Linked DNA regions of Zea mays: region 1 is linked to region 2. A link is a contact called in public Hi-C data. All regions are on one chromosome and are shown on one strand. Each heading gives the region's core, a stretch centred on a gene start, on an enhancer-like site or on the middle of the called end of the contact. The rest is flanking DNA. Distances are from core to core; before and after follow the strand shown. Region 1 holds the start of LOC100284872 (clathrin assembly protein). Region 2 holds the start of LOC103653279 (probable potassium transporter 4).

Evidence for each region. A called contact is a pair of places that touch in the nucleus more often than the background predicts.
Region 1: a contact with region 2 is called in a Hi-C map of tassel, with 2.7 times the contacts expected there. The contact joins the promoter of LOC100284872 here to the promoter of LOC103653279 in region 2. A contact is called at or near these places in 2 of 25 Hi-C or Micro-C datasets (ear and tassel).

Annotation. Positions count from the first base shown.
Region 1 is chr4:57,945,108-57,948,170 of Zm-B73-REFERENCE-NAM-5.0, forward strand. LOC100284872 (clathrin assembly protein) reads left to right here and starts at 1,459. Exons shown (of 1, transcript NM_001157767.2): 1 at 1,459-3,063. The coding sequence starts at 1,779. The coding sequence ends at 2,945.
Region 2 is chr4:57,668,762-57,672,168 of Zm-B73-REFERENCE-NAM-5.0, forward strand. LOC103653279 (probable potassium transporter 4) reads left to right here and starts at 1,504. Exons shown (of 4, transcript XM_008680221.2): 1 at 1,504-1,638. The coding sequence starts at 1,591.

The DNA of each region.
Region 1 (3,063 bases), core at 209-2,708, 280 kb after region 2:
TTAACAAACCGAGCTAACATCTTACCTCGGTTCGTTAACGAGATAGCTCGTTAGCTCGAATGTGCTAGCATTTATCTGTACAGCTCGTGATAAAATTGAAACGAGCCGAGTCGACCGAGCTCACGAGCCACGAGTATTTTGTCCAGCCCTACGTTTGGCTAGAGAGATTAAAAATTAATCACTAGTTTTTAGTCCCTTTTTACCAAACACAAGGGCTAAAAGGACTAAATCAATTTAGTCTCTAGTCACTGAAGAGGTGGCTAAAGAGGACTAAACCAGATTTTTTTCCTTCCCAACCTTGTGCCGCTAGAGACTACATTTCGCGTCTGGATTAAATTAATTTTGTCTCTAGTCACTCAAAGGATAGCTAAAGGATACCTAAAGAGGACTAAACTAGATTTTTTTTCGTCTGCTCCCTACCTTCCTCCTCCCCAACCTTCCGTCGCTAGAGGATACATCTCACGTCTGCTTCATTTCCGGTGTCCTCTACGTATGAGTGACTGGTTCACATACTCAACACGAGGAACTGCTTGTGACTGTTCCATAACGTTGCTTCTGTACACTGTATAGTTGAGATTGTGCCATTTATAGGAATCAAGACAAGGGACATTTAAGTCTTTATGCACTTCATTTAATACGTTCAGATTTTGTTTAGTCTATAATCAAACAAGGTAATGACTAAAGTTTAGTACCAAGACTACGCTAACTAAACAGGGCCTTGGAGTAACTCCAAAAGATCGTGTAAATCAACCCTAAAACAGAAAAAATAATGATTTTTCTTGTTTTAACAGCTCCCTCGTGACTCGTCCTTCCTTTAAAAAATTCTCGTCCCTCATTTAGAGCGTCCTCTCTCTCCTATTTTCGTGTCCTCTTTTTCTCCCCAATCCCGTCCGCGCGCACACCAGCCTCCTCCATTTTTATTTCCCACGCGGCAAGGCTCAAGCGTTTTTGCCCTTTTGTTTTCCCACACGGTGGCGTGCATGCGAGCACCCGTTCCTTTTTGTGCCGAACAAACAAAGACAAGCAAACAACCCTCGGAGCAATCGAATCTGTTTATTTTGTCCCATTTCTCGATTTTCACTCTTTATTTAGGGGAATTGTTGAATTACACATCTAGTTACACTGTTAAAATTTTTTAGCCTAAACCCAATAATCAGTTTTTAGGGAAAAATTTTAACATTTTTTAGAAGTTGTCCCTACAACTCAATCTATCTCTAACCAAACAGGTTTTTATAGTATAAGTTGTGATACCAATAAAAATATTTATTTTGACAAATTTAGTTTCTTTTTCATTTTTTGAAACATGGAAAATTTAGTATTTTTCAAGACAGTGTACAAGCTCCACTTATAGAATGCTGGGATTTCTAGCGGTTTTGTGCGTACACGCAACAGCAAAGAGGATCGTGAATCCAGCCTCCCGGGGCCTTACAAAAATTAGAACGCTTGACCTGGCCCTCCACCGTCCACCTCCAGTCCTCCACCTCTGTCCCTCCCACGTCTACTCTCACCTCCTTTCTCTCCCCTCCGACCCCCACGTTACTGCCTGCCACGTTCTTGGCGCTTCGTTTCTCTTCGTCCCATCCCATGCCGTCCAGTTAGTTCCGTTGGCCTGATAACATTGTTTCTTGGAGCTTTCATCCTCTGCCAAAAGCTCGAGCGGCCACGAACGCTTCCGGCGTGGCTCGGAGCTGGCAACCGTCGTGGATTTGATCTTCCCGGGGCGCCTCGAGCTCGCCGGCGCCAGGGAAGGTGGTGACGCCAGCGTCCACGGTCAGGAGATGACGACCGCGCGGCAGTGGTGGCGGCGCGCCACGGCGGCAGTCAAGGACAGGAGGAGCTTGTACCTGAGACGCGTGGCGGCACTGCGACCACGGCCGGCCTCCGGGGTGGCCGCGGCGGTGCTGTGGAGCCCCGAGCTGGAGGCGGCCGTGATCCGCGCGACTAGCCATGACGAGCGGTCTGTAGACTACGGGAATGCGGCGCGGGTCTTCGCCCTGGCGCGCGCGTCGCCGGTGTCGGTGCAGCCGCTCATGTGGGCGCTGGCACGCCGCGCCGGGCGGACCCGGTGCTGGGCCGTGGCGCTCAAGGCGCTCATGCTTGCGCACGGCCTACTTCTGCGGCCCGACCTCGCGCCACGCTCGGTGCGCCTCGGCCGCATTCCCTTCGACCTCGCTGACTTCCGCGACCGCTCGTCGCCGCCGTCCAAATCGTCGGGCTTCTCCGCCTTCGTGCGCGCCTACTTCCGCTTCCTCGACACCCGCTCCCTCTTCATCGCCCAGGATCTAGATGCCGTCGCCGACACGGGCGAGACCGACGGCGAGGACGCGAGGCTGGATCACGTGACCAAGCAGCAGCACCTGCTGCACCTGCTCCTGCAAATCCGACCGTACGGGGACGGCATGGAGCTGGGCCTCATCTTCGAGGCGATGGACTGCGTCGTTATCGAGATCTTCGAGGTCTACAGCGAGATATGCACGGGCATTGCCCGGTTCCTCGTCGCCGTTCTCGGCTCGGCCCCGATGACGCCACGGCCACGGCCGGGAGAGACGTTGGCGGCAGCGAGGCGGCGGAGGGCAGTGCAGGGGATGCGGGTACTGAAAAATGCCGCGGAGCAGAGCGCGCAGCTGTCATCGTACTTTGAGTTGTGCCAGAGCTTGGGCGTGCTCAACGCCGCCGAATTTCCGGCCGTGGAGCGCGTCGCGGACGATGACATCAGGGATCTCGAGAAGATCATCATGAACCACGTCGTTGAGGAAAGCCGCGAGGACAAACAAATGAAGGCGTTGGTCGCCGTGGAGGAAACCCCACCGGCCTCGAAGACAGTGGTCACAACGGAGTGGGTGGTGTTCGACGACGACGACAACGCCGCCGCCGGCGCCAGGCCGAGGAATTTCGAAGGTTACTTGAATCCGTTCGTCACTGCGCCGTGGGATGCGACGCCGTAGCGGGTAGGAGAGACTTGTTGGTTTAGCCTTTAGAGTTGGCAATTGGAATGCCATCCATCCGTCAGATTAGCCGATGATTTCTCAAAATCTGTCGTCTATCGATTTGACCTACTGCTTT
Region 2 (3,407 bases), core at 254-2,753:
ACCTTTTGTTTTACGTTTTAGTGATGACATCAACTTTGTTTTACATTTGCAAGCCTCTGTTGTGCATGTGTGTGAGGCCACTCTAACGAAGCGATTGATAGAGTTCAAAAATATTTTAGTCATTATCAATATGTTCAAAGAAAAATTGAATAACTGAACCCCCTTCGTTTTTGTCGCATGGTTCAATTTTAGTGAGCATGTGTTTGCACCAGACAAGTTTCTGCTTTACATGTTTCCATTTGACCTCGGGGGTGAGGAAGGGGATGAACTGCGTACGAATTCTTACGTTCTGGAAATCTTAAGAAAGACTAGGTTCCCACGGGTTCGTGGTGCCAGTGAAGTTAGGTGACTTGAAACAATCCTTCAGCACGAGTAAGAGACTCTATCCGTTTCTTTTAGCAGATTACAAATCAATATAGAAGCAAACATGGACTTCTCTATTTAACCACCTATACACTTAACTACAAATTGCAGTCGGATCATATGGCTTGGGGGTTGAATTATCGGATTGCCCTGTCTTATTGTTCAGCAAGGGCTCTCGTGGAAATGCATAGCTGAAAGCAGTTATTGGAGAAAGATCAGGTCATTTGATGTCTACTTTTTTATTAGCATATATCTCAGTTTTTTCTCTAAAAATTACTTTAACAAGCTACCAAATTGGAATATTATGTTATTTTAGAAGATGAGGGCTTAAAATGCACTCTATAATTTATTACAAAGGGCAAAATTAAGAGACAAAGATGCTAACAAGAACATAAAATGAGTGGCCGATGAGCATTTATTTTACTGTAAATGATGGATTTATTCGATGTGTAAGATTTTTAAGGTATGTAAAAATTATTAACTTTTAAAAGATGCTAACAAGAACATAAAATAAAATTATTATCTTTAAATTTCAATGTATCTTATCTAACATATTCACTCCGTAACAACGCACGGGCGTTCATCTAATATATATATAACATTACAAAACTCACCTAACAAAATCAACTCCACACTCATAACTTCCACTAAATCGACCAATTAAATTAAACTTAGACCCAACGTACCATCGAAACCAATGGTTCTGATCGCTGGATAACCTTCCTCTTATTTACTCAAATTCGATGGATAATATTATTTGGATCATACATCATCTCTCTCCATCGCCACCCCACCATCTCCCTCCTCTCACTCGTGCCGCCACCGCTGATCTCTCTCCTTCCTTTCTCGTAATCATAGCATTAGCATTGACTATGTGATACTATATGATAGTATATATCAGATTTGGTGCAGTCCAAATAAGCACATGCCATTTTTTACTAATACGCCTCCCCAAAGCTTTTGTGGCTGGCAGGGACTCGGTGGAGGACAACAATCCTCATCCACGCACGTTGCGCACCTCAACGGAACAGAGCTGTTAGTGGGTCGCGTGGGCCACGGCCCGCCTGCCCGGGCTCTGGCCACGTCATTCCCACCTTTTCCTACTGCTATAAAAAGTAGCGCGCATGCGGCAGCACTTATTAGTGCTTAATAATACTGAACTAGCTGAGCTTTGCCCACCGAACATTTGCCTCAGGTCCCTGGGAAACCTGCTGATCTCCGCCGCCTATGGCTGCTGCCTCCATGGACGTGGAAGCCGGACAGGGGAGAAACGATGTAAGTGTCGACCATACCGATCCCCTTTTTCCATCATGTTTTACCGTACTACAATTGTTTATTATCAACGTCGTCTCGGCCTCTCGGGTAACTCCTCCCTGCTTGATAGTTCCATCGCTAACCTTCTTCAGAAACAGATAGCCATGTTTGATTCAAGAAGAAATGAGGAAAATTTATGAGGGGTTTAGAAAAATACTTTGTATTTTTTAGGGTTCTGAGGTAAAACCATATTTTTTATGCCAAAAGTAGTTACCATGGATTTTTAGATACATTTTTTTGAGTATTTGGAACTCCACTCTAACCCAAAGTTTTTGTCTATAACTAACTTTTTCATATGTATACTAAATACTCTCTCCGTTCTTTTGTATTTGTCGTCGTTTAGTTCAAAAGTAGCATGCGACAAATATTTGAGAACAAATATAGTATCATGGTTTAAAATACTTTGTCTCCAAACAAGTATTGTTGTTAGTGATGTAAACAAATAGTATTGTTGTGTCATGATAACTTCAAACTATAGTATACTAAAACTATGGTTTTTATAATACTTAGTAACATGATGTGTGTTGCAAGCCGATGAAAACCACATGCTGACCATGGAACTATGGCACAATTACACTGCTGTTGCTCAAAAGCTACTCATCTGAAGATGAATCCGTACTAACGACAAGTACGACTAGTGTACCTTGACATCGTATCCGAACTATTTCCTGTTAAATTTTGTGATTAGGGCCTGTTTTTTTCTTGAAGGGTATTTGGAAGTTTAATTTGGGTCACATCAAATGTCACAATATTAATTGTGAATTTAAATATAGGTTTAATCATATTTAATAAATTTGTCCCGTATTTTAGTCTTTACTATATACTTAGTTTTATAATTAACATATATTTAATAACCTTAATTATCATTTAAACTTTGAATGTGTTAATAGATAAACTTTATTTAGGTGGAATTAAATCTCTTACTATTTAAAATTGAATAAAAATAAATTTATTTTCCCTCAATCACCTACAGTCCTCATGCAACCCAACATGACTTTAGTGCTTGTTCAGTAAGAAAAGGTTTGAAGGAATTGGTAGGGATTAAATCTCTTTCTAGTCAAAATTAAATAAAAAAATTTAATCTCTCTCAATCTTCTTTAATCCAACCAAAGAGGACCTTAAAAGCTTGTTCGGTTAAACATGTATTAAAGGAGATTGGAGAAGATTTAATATCATTAATCTCCTCCTATCTGTACAGCCGAACAAGACTAAATTGCCTGCAAGTCAAAATACTCGGCAACCCTCTGTGATTTGGATATGAGACAAACGAGGCGTAACTATGCATATGCAATATGGCTTGCTGCTTATTAAAAAAAATTGCTCATGTTGTGTTGCCGTAATGCCCTAGTAAGGGACAAAACTCAAAAAGCAATTTGGTATATAGGCCACGCTATGCTGTGGCTGACCAACCAACCAACGGGGCTACCTGTGCTTGCGATATTTTAGATAGGATTATACGTCTATATCTATATTTATATCTAATATCTTACTATATATATATACATACACTATATTTTTTGATTAATTTATAGCGGACAACTAATTTAATAAAGTTAGTTATATTGCATACCTGTAACCTGACATCTAATTAGTTGGAGACTACCACAACAACTAAAATATCCTAATAACAATGTAACAATTTTTAGACATAAAAATTAGAAATTTCAGGAGACTCTTTGCAGTAAACCAAGCATCTAAAGCACAAGCACATAGTAACCATCTTCTTAAGT